Regions from separate parts of the Mus musculus genome. Here regions 1, 2 and 3 are each linked to region 4. The links are chromatin contacts, called in public Hi-C, HiChIP or PLAC-seq and Micro-C maps. All regions are on one chromosome and are shown on one strand. The core of a region is the stretch at or near the end of the contact, and the rest is flanking DNA. Distances in the headings are between cores, read along the strand shown.

What was found. HiChIP or PLAC-seq counts read pairs in DNA pulled down with a chosen protein or histone mark. A called contact is a pair of places that touch in the nucleus more often than the background predicts.
Region 1: a contact with region 4 is called in a Micro-C map of embryonic stem cells, with 2.2 times the contacts expected there. The contact joins the enhancer-like site here to the promoter of Ttc39a in region 4. A contact is called at or near these places in 1 of 39 promoter capture datasets (pre-B cells), 3 of 484 Hi-C or Micro-C datasets (all in embryonic stem cells), 1 of 115 datasets of contacts at active chromatin or transcription factors (extraembryonic endoderm stem cells) and 1 of 9 other capture datasets (adipose tissue).
Region 2: a CTCF HiChIP or PLAC-seq map of the NIH/3T3 cell line shows a contact between it and region 4, with 5 read pairs. The contact joins the promoter of 8030443G20Rik here to the promoter of Ttc39a in region 4. A contact is called at or near these places in 6 of 39 promoter capture datasets (embryonic stem cells, hippocampal neurons, liver and 2 more) and 1 of 15 datasets of contacts at CTCF or cohesin (the NIH/3T3 cell line).
Region 3: a contact with region 4 is called in a Hi-C map of embryonic stem cells, with 1.7 times the contacts expected there. The contact joins the enhancer-like site here to the promoter of Ttc39a in region 4. A contact is called at or near these places in 2 of 39 promoter capture datasets (embryonic stem cells and stem cell-derived epiblast-like cells), 1 of 484 Hi-C or Micro-C datasets (embryonic stem cells) and 1 of 115 datasets of contacts at active chromatin or transcription factors (stem cell-derived neural progenitor cells).

What each region holds. Positions count from the first base shown.
Region 1 is chr4:109,071,670-109,074,369 of GRCm38.p6, reverse strand. It overlaps Osbpl9 (oxysterol binding protein-like 9), which reads left to right. Exons shown (of 24, transcript NM_001368727.1): 13 at 1,221-1,333; 14 at 1,438-1,556; 15 at 2,342-2,427. Among named protein-coding and RNA genes, the nearest start is that of Gm32581, 5.8 kb to the left of the region's middle. Within about 2 kb of position 1,274, at least 8 of the 459 cell types and tissues checked have an H3K27ac peak or open chromatin away from gene starts, as enhancers often do. A contact at or near this core is called in embryonic stem cells, where this site is marked.
Region 2 is chr4:108,970,748-108,973,447 of GRCm38.p6, reverse strand. It overlaps 8030443G20Rik (RIKEN cDNA 8030443G20 gene), which reads left to right and starts at 1,371. Exons shown (of 6, transcript NR_040664.1): 1 at 1,371-1,469.
Region 3 is chr4:108,988,961-108,991,660 of GRCm38.p6, reverse strand. No RefSeq gene overlaps it. Among named protein-coding and RNA genes, the nearest start is that of Nrd1, 10 kb to the left of the region's middle. Within about 2 kb of position 1,435, at least 20 of the 459 cell types and tissues checked have an H3K27ac peak or open chromatin away from gene starts, as enhancers often do. A contact at or near this core is called in embryonic stem cells, where this site is marked.
Region 4 is chr4:109,405,832-109,408,531 of GRCm38.p6, reverse strand. Ttc39a (tetratricopeptide repeat domain 39A) reads right to left here and starts at 1,432. Exons shown (of 18, transcript NM_153392.2): 1 at 1,323-1,432. The coding sequence starts at 1,360. It overlaps Ttc39aos1 (Ttc39a opposite strand RNA 1), which reads left to right and starts at 2,275. Exons shown (of 4, transcript NR_131195.1): 1 at 2,275-2,700.

The sequences.
Region 1 (2,700 bases), core at 25-2,524, 330 kb after region 4:
ACTTCGGTGTTTAACAGTGGGGTGAAGCCTGAACTGAGTGCTCTGGGTGATCTATAGAAGCAGAGGTTGGATCTGTCTGCTGCTCTGGTGCTGGGCATTGGTGGGAGGCTGTGTGCTGCAGGGCAGGGGTGTGAGCACCGTGCACTGCGGAGCATTTCTGCTGGGAAATAGTTAAGGTTCTTACAGATTGAAAAATGACAACAGTAAACTATTTAACTAGAGTCTATAATGTATATCGTTCACAATGATATGTAAAAAGACAGTGTTCTGTAGCATTCTAAGTGTCTGTATTATGAGAATTTTGGTTGATGTTTTTATACTTTACATAATTGCTTGCCCTGACAATTTTTTTTTTGAGACAAAGTCTTATTATATAGCCCTAGCTGGCCTGGAATTCTCAATGTACACTCAACTGACCTAAACTCACAGAGAATGGCTTGCCTCTGCCTCCCAAGTGTAGGGATTAAAGGTCTGTGCCAGCATGCCCAGTTGGTTATTTAATTTATATATGAAATTTTAGGTAGATACTGATAATTTTTAGAGAAGGCTCTTTTTAGACCTTCTTAAACCTGCTAATAAAGTCATCTTCTTACCATAACCTGCTGAGACAGTTTTATGCCAGTAAATTGCCATAAATATATTTGTAAAAAATATGCTTTAAAATGTTATTTCAAATTTATGTTGAGAAAAAGTATTAATCCTCTGTGGACTTTGCTCAAGGATCTTAGAAAATAAAGACAGGAACCCAAGACTTACAATGGATTATGTTGTTGTTTTGATTTTTGCAGAGTCACACTCTTGTAGTTCAGGCTGGCCTCAAACTCAAAACAATTCTCCTGCCTCAGCATCACAAAAGATGAAGGTCATAGGTGTGACCCATAGCTCCAAGCTTGAACGGTTTCTCTTTTTGAGGAAATTGCCAGTCACTAGATCACCTCCATGTGCACAGAGAAGTGAGGAAGTGAACTCAAGTTTCAGATTTGGATGCAGAGATCTCCCTGCCTCCATCACTGCCTTCAGCTAGGCTCGTCCTGTGCACAGAGCGCAGGCTCAGTGTGGAATGTGCAGGTAGCTGCTCGTAGGAGCCTGGCTGTTTCTGCCATCTCTCTGTGTACTGATTTCAATTAACTGTGCATCAACATCTGCCTTCCACGTTGCTCTCTTTCACTAAAAAAAACTGACCTCTTTCACTATTTATTCTTTTTTTTATTATTATTCAGTTCTTCTGGATCTGCCTCAGTCTTGACACACAGCAGCTCCGGAAATAGCTTAAAACGCCCAGATACCACAGAGTCTCTGAATTCCTCCATGTCCAATGGCACAAGCGATGCTGGTGAGGAGCCTCTGAGAACTTGGTTTTCTTAGAAATTTTGGCAGTCCTGGCAGGGCACCTCCACTCAACCCAAAGCCAGCCTAAGCTGAGCCGTTCTGTTGCAGATCTTTTTGACTCACATGACGACAGAGATGATGATGGGGAGGCTGGGTCAGTGGAGGAGCACAAGAGCGTTATCATGCACCTCTTATCACAAGTCAGGCTGGGGATGGACCTCACAAAGGTAAGAGCCAGTGTGCATTCCCTCCGCTCATGCGTGGACTGAGTGGGTGGTTGAGCGCTCTTAGATGAGCGGCATGGTCCTGTGTGTGTTTTGCTTATCTCGTGTGTAGTGTGCATGGAGATGAGTGAACTGAGCGTTTCTGTGGATGATCAAAAGACAGTGCTCAGAGATGACCGCGGGTGGGCTGTATGGATTAAGAACGGAGCTGATTGGCAGTCAGTGAGAAATCCTTGCCAGCCTCACCATATTTAAATTCATGCTCTCCAGCATGACCATACCTCTTTAAAATTAAAACTGGAGTCTGATAGAATTCATACTAATTTAGGCCAGTATCTGTCACACTCAGGTTTTGTGTTTCAATCTAGGGGAGGGGATTGGTGTCCCCTGTCCTCTAAGAAGCAACTTGATAAATTGTTTCTTAGCTCTGCCTTCTTCCTAGTCCCTCAAACAGAGCACCAATGTCTTGTGTGATGTTTGTCATATTTCATCTAAGCTATAAGTGCTGGTGTCACAGGAACAGCAGAGGTTTGCGCAGAGGAACGTGGAAGCATTCAGAGCCCCTCTAAGTTCCACATCTGCTGGGCAGGCCTTCTGATCTGGGACATCTTGGGAAGTGGTTCTGTAAAGCGTAACTGGGGCCTGTGGTGGGTGTGATGGGATGGATGAGGGCTTTCGGCGTAACTGGGGCCTGTGGTGGGTGTGATGGGATGGATGAGGGCTTTCGGCAGCGCAGAGTCTGGGTCTCATGCAATCTGATTCTCAGGAGGCAAACATCTGTTTTACAGGTAGTTCTTCCAACGTTTATTCTCGAGAGAAGATCTCTGTTAGAAATGTATGCAGACTTTTTCGCACATCCAGACCTGTTCGTGAGGTAACTGACTGAGCATAGTGGGTTGTAATCTTTAAAGACGCTGCTGCTCGTTAGCTTTCTGTGCAGGTAGCACAACTGGACCCTTCTGTGTCCTCTCGGGGTTTGGGTAGTTAAATCTTCTGAGGGTATGCTGCTTATGTGGCCAAGGGGTTAGTAGGCCATCAAGTGAGCCACCTACAGAACTTTAAAGTCTATTAATAGGTAGGCAACTAGAATTTCAAAGGGCAAAGCTATGAACCTACTTGAAATTCACGTAATCTTGCTCAGCAAACC
Region 2 (2,700 bases), core at 122-2,621, 440 kb after region 4:
CCCTCCGGGATCAATGCCCCAGATTAGCATTCCGATCCTCACTCTCAGCCTGCTTGTCACCTCAGCCTGAAATGCTTCTTATTCTCCCTATTCACTTCTTCCCATCCACCAACGCTTAAGCTCAAGTCTATGTTCACAAGCATCTCTTTAGAAATTCTCTTAGCTTTTGAAGTGATATCTCTTCCTTGGGCTCTGAGGAAAGCAGTTCTCTCAGCACTGCTTCCCAAAAGGAATGATGTTCATGAAAAACAGGGTCTTTAACAAGCTGATGTCATCTTAGTAACCCCGAGGGCTGAGGTCACTAATGTCCTGATTCTGATTCCTGATGCTACGGTTGTGAGCGTCTGGTGTTTGTGACACTGAGACTTTATGTGGTTTGGGCACTATAAATGTATAGCAGTGACAGGGGTCTTATTTGGGGTGTTGAGGGAGGGAGGTGTGTTTCCAATTCTTCTCTCTCTCAATCTCTCTCTCTCTTTTTTGTTTTGTTTTGTTTTTGTTTTTTTTGAGACAGGGTTTCTCTGTATAGCCCTGGCTGTCCTGGAACTCACTTTGTAGACCAGGCTGGCCTCGAACTTAGAAATCGACCTGCCTCTGCCTCCCGAGTGCTAGGATTAAAGGCGTGCGCCACCACTGCCTGGCAATTCTTCTCTTCTTGAAGGGCTTCATTCAGTCAAGAAACACAGTTTGAACAGAGACTTATTCAGCACAGTAGCAGATATCTGTTTAGGAGAGAAGCATAAGCTTAGTCTGTAATGCTAGGCAAACCAAGCACGAAGAGGCCTGAAGTGGGCTGCCCCACAGAGAGAAGCATCAGGGTGGCTACTGCATTGTGGATTTTAAAGTGATTATATAAATATTTATGAGGTGGGTAGCATATTCATGTGGTAGGTAGGTGATGCTTATTCTGTCCCAAATTGTGGTGGACCAGTTTTTCCTTTTAGGTATTTTCCACCATGATTCCTACCAAGGGGGTGTGGCTGTCAAAACCATAACGAAAGTGATAGAATAATGAACTTAGGTCTTTTGAGGATTCAGACCCACCGATAGAGTACTCGTGGTGTCTTGGCTTCTGTGAGAAGAACCTAACGATCTTCAAGGATATGTAACAACAAAGGGACATTTCTGTTAGCAGATGTGTCAGCAGGATGTAATTACAGTTTGCCTTGGTTACCTCCTATCTTCCTTTACCCCCACCTATTTAGACAGGAACAGTGTCCTTCCTGGCATGGGTGGAAGCTTTCTTGGAAGCTGTCCTTGCAATTTAGCTGTGATTAGCTATAATAGATACAATCATACACGCAAGGACTGTGATGCCTTAAATATGCACTTGGGCTGCAGGGTGGGGGACGCTGTCTTGGGAGCCAGTTAGAGCCTTCCAAGACAGGTGGAACAATCCTCTTATCTGGTCAGCTTGGCTGTCTCATGCCCGCTGCAAGCCCTTTATTTCTCGCCCCGACTGTTCCCAGGTACACTTGTATTAACTTTAACATTCCTTTGAACCATAATATTTTGCTATCGCTGTGTTTTCCTTTGGTTTCTGTTGTGAGGAAAGGGGAGAAGTGGGTTTATTTAGCTTGACTGTTTACAAGGAAATGCACACAAGGAAACAGTTAAACTAAATATATGTTTACAGGGCATCAAGGAAAGCCAAAGCAGGAACCTGATAACGTGAACGGAAGCAGAGACCATGGAGGAAGACCGCTCCCTGCAGTCCCTGCTTGCTTCCCTGCCTTGCTCAGTCTGCAGTATATTTTTATACAACACAGGATCATCTGCCCACTCACAGAGGGCTAGACCCTCCCAAACCAATAATTCATCAAGAAAATACCCGATAGACTGGCTGACAGGCTAATCTGATGGGTATAATATTTCAGTTGGGGTTCCATTTTCCCAGGTGACTCTGATTAGTGTCAAGTTAGTAGAAGCACTCACAGTGACAGTTGCCCTTGAATTTCTGTTAACAAATGGGTAAAACATGGAATAGTCAAAACAATGTTTGATGAACAGTTTTAATTGTTTCGTGTGGTTCCTTGAAAGGGACCACATATTTTAGTACTCTGAGAAGCCTGTCAAAGAGTTTTTCACTAGACTACTCAGCTTGTGTATTATTGACTCTCAGCCAGCTGACACAGTCTTTATTTTCTTGCTGACCAAGACCTGGGGCTTGTTTACCGGTTCCATTGTGATGACTCATTAAGTCTGAGGCAATAAGAACCAAGGAATGTGTGACCCTGTGATGGACTGAGCTGTGCCACCCAACAAATTCATGTGTTCATATCCTAACCCCAGATGACTATCGTGGGAGGTAGGATCTTTGAGAACGCAATCAAGGCAAACAAGGTCACAAGGATGAGGCTCCAATCCTTCACGACCATGTTCTTATGAGAACAGGCAGAAACAATTTTGGCACTAGAAACTGAGCCCATCATAACCACATATTCAATAGATTACTGAACGCTAGCCACCCATTCTGGAATGAGGTTGAACTTTTTTTCTTTTTTGGAACAGGGTCCCGTGTATCCCAGGCCTGCCTCAAACTCCCTAAATAGCTGAGGCTGGCCTAGCTTATAGAGTGCTGAAGTCCAAACCCAGGGTGTCAGACATTTTAGGTGTTTGGTTTTGGACCCTGTGAAAAGGAACCGGGGTGTGCATCTTACATATCAAAGCAGACCTGGCCTCCAGGTTCTCCCAACATCC
Region 3 (2,700 bases), core at 186-2,685, 420 kb after region 4:
AGACATGGCTCAGCAGTTAAGAGCACTTCTGTTCTTCTAGAGAACCTAGATTCAATTCCTAGCACCCATATTCAATTCCTAGCTCACAACTGTCTGTAACTCCTGTTCCAGGGGATCTGACACCCTCAGAAACAGATACCAGCAGGCAGAAAACCAATGTGCATAACATTTTTAAAAAGATATTTGCCTCAATGATAGTTTAAATTTCACAGGTCTTGAAGCCAATGCCAGCTGATAGATTTCATTTCCTGAGTCACTGGAATATGTTCTATCCAGCCATGAATCAGGTTTAGCCTGAGTGGAGTCCCTAAAGCTCTAAGGGAACTCTTCGGACTACTGAAGATGACAGTGGAACATATGCCTCCTTTTCCCTTTGCCCCAAACACTGAAACCATATTTGTGTCATTTAAAATATCTCTTCAAAAATAGCTATTAATTAAGAAGAGATAATGAATGACTTTATAGTGGAAAGACCTGGCAAACTCACTTACCACAAGAACACAGTAATGGGAGAAATTGAAATTATGACCACAGCTAACAGTTTGCAATGAGGAAAAACTCTCAACTCTTCTGAGCTGTTCCTGCTGAAAATCCATAACCTAAATTTGATTAAGAGAAAAATATCAGACAATTGCAAATCGGGGTACAGTTGATCAAATAGCTTCTATATAATCTGGAGAGGTGTCCTGGTCATGATCAAGGCCTACTGAAAAGCGACAATCTGATGGATAACGATTCGTGCCATTACTGGGAGAACTGACTAAACTTGACTGAGTTCTAAGGGTCAGATAGACAATAGCAACTCCAGTAGCATGGCCTGGTCCTTTGGATGTCACATGACCATCCTCTCACTATCTGGAATAGTCAACTCTGGTCCTGGTAATGACATAAACAGAGGAATACAGTGATGGCAACGGTGTAGCGTGGCCTGTGGCAACAGTGACGAAGCTTGTTATCAGGAGGACCCTTGCCTGGGATTCCAGGCCCAGTTGCAAGTGATGTTGGGAAATGCTAGGATACTTAGACCATGGAAGACTGGAGCCAGAAGGTGGTGGCTCCATGAACATACAGTCTGGTAGAATCTCCAAGGAATAAAATGGGGAAGGCTAGAACACAGTTACCAGGAGAGGTGCTAGAGATAGCCCCCCTATTAAACCTCCCATTTAGCAGCACAATAAAAAGCAAAACCTTACAGAGCAGAACAGGGGGGGGGTGCTAGACTCTATTCCAGAGAGATCCATGGCTCTGTGGCCCTCTCCTCTCTGGCACTGAGATGTCAGTGGTGGATATTTTTAAAGAAAGAAGAAGAAAACAAGGGAGGAAGGAGAGACAGGGATGGTATGTGATCACTGAGCAGCAGGAGAGGTCACTGTTAAAAGAACCTCCCACTGAGTCAGCAGTTTGGTCCCTACTCCCCCAACTTCTATGAACCACACCCATAGGAGATTCAGAGTAAGTGCCAATGTCCTGCTGACTGTTGGCCAACAGATTACCTCCAGGCTACAGGGATGCAATTTTGCATCATAACTAGACAAGAATTCAACAAGGTCTGAGTCAGGGTCTGCAGGGAAACAAAGCTACAGATTCTAAGAACAGCTGAGGGCCTAAAGAGCTGGCTTGCTGCTTAAGAGAACTGGGCTGCTCTTGCAGAGGACCCAGTTTGATTCTCAGCACCTATATAGTGACTCACAACTGTCTGTAACTCCAGTTCTAAGGGACCTAGTACCCTCTCTGGTCTCCACGGTCACCAGGCACTCAAGTGGCACACAGACATACTTACAGGCAAAGCACTATACACATTAAAATTAAATAATGTTTAATTTAATATCTTTTTAAAAGAGGGCAGCCGAGGAATCAGGGCCAGCATTTGCAACCTGACTACTGAAGGACTGCTCAGAGATGGGACTAGCATCTATGATGCAACCTGTAAAGGACCACCCACTGACTGACAGGACCACCCACTGACTGACAGGACCACCCACTGACTGACAGGACCACCCACTGACTGACAGGACCACCCACTGACAGGAATAGTATCTGTGATCTGACCTCTCAAGGACTTCCCAGAGGTGTGCCAGGCATCTAGGGACCTAGGAAGGAATGCTGAAGGAGGTGAGACTGAAGCCTGAAAGCAGGCCAGACTAAACTCAGGCTGTAGGCTCACTGAACACTCGCCCTATTTATTTCTCCTTTATTTAACACCCCATGTCAGTTTACTAGACCACTGTTTTGTTCTTATGTACATGTTCTCTGTCTCTCTCTCTCTCTGTCTCTCTCTCTCTCTCTGTCTCTCTCTCTCTCTGTCTCTCTCTCTCTCTGTCTCTCTCTCTCTCTCTCTCTGTGTGTGTGTGTGTGTGTGTGTGTGTGTATCCACTCTGTCTTTACTTTTCATTTTTCTTTTGATAGATTTTTCTTTCATAGAAAAAATTTTTTCTAGCATTGATTTGTGTCTGACTCTCTTGAGTTCTAGGAGCGTTTCAGATGATCTTAGTATTTCTCTCTATGTGTGTACGGCGGTGGGCACAGAGCTACATACATGTACATGATAGAGGCCAAAGGACAACCTCAGATATTGTTTCTCTGTTGTCTTCTGTCTTGATTTTGGAGATAGGATCTCTCATTGACCTGGAGCTCGCTAATTGCCCAATGAGCCCAGGGATCCACCTGTCTCTGCCTCCCCAGCACCAGGATTAAAAGTAT
Region 4 (2,700 bases), core at 183-2,682:
CAAATCCCACAAGGATGGCACTGACCAGAAGCAGGGGACTGGACAAATGGGCCTGTGTGAGCACAAAGATTGGGCCCTCACAGGCATACAGGAACACAGATGTTCTGTTTTTTGTTAGAACTTTGTGCTTACTGGCCTGGAGGCTGGGAGCAGAGTTAGAGGTACCCAGGGTTCTTCCAGGGACTCAGGCACAGCTGTGGTATATAGGCAAGAGGGACGAGTCTGGCTTTCAGCCAGCAAGTCTGGGTTTGTGGATGGAAGCCTTGTTCCATGTCTGCCTTTTCTCCTGAAAACCACGCTTCTAATACTGAAGGGTGGTGTTCGGACAGGGCTGCGCAGAAAGGTAGTCAGCCAAGCTCCGGAGCTTTCAACCCTCAGCAGGAAGAGCGTAGCTAACCCAGCCTCTCTGTGTTTTCCAAAGCAGGAACCAGAAGTCAGGGAGGTTTGGTCAAATGCCTTGACCAAAATTATACAACAGAAAATGATTAGGGGAAAACTTAACAGGTGACTTCCTCCAGCCACGATGTTCCTCAGCACCGAGCTACCATTCTCTCAGACCCACACTAGAGGCTTCCAGCTGGCTGGTGGTTTCTCTCCTCCCTGTTCATCTGTCAGGCCTCAGGCCCTTGGCAAATATTGTCACTAGTCTGAGTCTCCAGGTAGGGCAGGCACCCCTCCCAGCTCACCTGAGCAGGATCTCTCTCTGCCCAGCAACCTCCCAGCAGCCTAGGATCCCAGCAACTGCCCCCTAAGCACTGAAACCCAAACACAGCAGAGCTGCTGACTATCTCCAGACAGCAACTGGCAGTGCCCGGGATCAACCTAGGGGGTCTGACTGTGACTTTGGAGGGGTGGGGGTGGGGCTGGCCAAGACAGCCATGTTGATAGTGACAGCACCCACCTTGACAACCTAGGTTCCTGGTACACCCAATACCCTGGGCCCGAGCACACTTAGAGCCCTTCAAATACCCCAAATATCCCTAAAGGGGATGTCACCAGACAGAGCTGTGTTCAAATCTCACTTTCCACTCTTACCTCCTGGATAATCAAAGTCACTTAAGAGCTATGCCTCAGTTTTCTCATCTGTAAAGAAGGGTGATCGTAACAAGGCCCACCCCATGGGTATAGACTCCATGAGGAGGGAGAGAAAGTTGGGACCCAGAAGGCCTGTGACTGAGCCAGGGTCCCCAGGAGGCAGCGGGGCGCGGGCTGCAGGCTGCGCAGCGGCTGGAGCCGCAGTGCGGTCCCGGGGCTCCTCCTAGGAGGCCCCCGCAGCGTTCGCCCTGCACGGCCCGCGCCCCGAGGCGGCCTCCGCCACTCACCCCGCCGGCAGGTCGCCCGGGCCGCTGGCCGTGGTCATCGCTGCGCGCGCCGGACGCCAGGCGCAGCCCAGGTGCTGCGGCCGGATCCCAGCGACGCGGCGGCCGGGGAGGGGCGCGCCGGGGGGCGGGGAAGGCGACGGGGCCGGGCCGGTCTCGGGCTGCCCACCCGCGCAGTGGGACCATGGCCGCGCCCGCGCAGCGCAGCGCCCGCCCCTGGCGCTGGCCAGGTGGGACCCGGGCGCTCAAGGTCGGCACAGCCTGGCCTTGGAGCATCGGCGCAGACATGGACCGGAGCTGCCAACACCTCCACCCACTCGGGCTGGGAAATTCTCCACCTTCCCTAGGCCTCAGCTCCCGGCCCCACACCTGAGATCTCGCGGTCCAGCCTCACTGCCGGGCCATGTTAGCGGAGAAAGCCTAGCTTCTGCAGACAGGCGTGGACATTCATTCTAACCGCTTGCCCAAACGGGGCCAGTGTTTTGCAAGAGACCAGAAGGCGGGAAAGCGGGCGGGTTAGCACGCACCGCTAGCAGGCAGCTCACACTCTCCTTCTCAAACAATCCCTAAAATTGCCATTTTTTTTTTTTTCAGATGCGAAAACTCGAGCGGTTGAGTTCATGTGACCTGTGTAGAGCCACTCTACAGTAAGTGGCCAGCAGGAACTGCAACTTAGCCCTCCTAACTCCAAAGCTCACACTCAGCCCCTTCTCCCTTTGGCCCCCTCCTCTCTCACTTCCAGAGTGAGTGGTCCATCCCCCAGATGCCCACTTTGCACTTAGACCTGAGACAGGTTCCGAAGAAGCCCACATGATCTTCTAGCAGAGAGCCCTGGCCCATTAAGAGTTAACCGGCCACTACCTCTGGGCCCCAGATGCTCTGGTGACTCATCATAACACGTGGCTGCCATTAGATTAGAGCTGTCCCTTTAGAAAGGCAAGGGACAGGAGGAGGGATTGGCCCTGAGCTCCAGGATGTCAGAAGAGGAAGCAAAAAAGAGCAGCCTGCAAATGCAGCCATGGTGGGAAGGACTTGGATCAGATCCCAGAGGAGCCAGGCAACTTGAGTTTAGGAATAGGGAGAAATGTCTGGGGGATTGCTGCTCTCATCAAGATAACTGCCTGGAAAGACTGTGAGTTGTTTGTTGTTCTTTTTAAAAATATTTTTATGTGTATTAGAGTTTTGCCTGCAGCTATGCCAGAGTGAAAGTGACACATCCCCTGGAGCTGGAGTTACAGACATTGTGAGGCGCCATGTAGGTGCTGGGAATTGAACCTCTGTCCTCTGGAAGAGCAGCCAATGCTCTTGACTGCTGAGCTATTTCCCAGGATGTCCTTATGCTGCTCTGTGTGAGCAGAGGCCAGGCACTGCTATGTGGAAA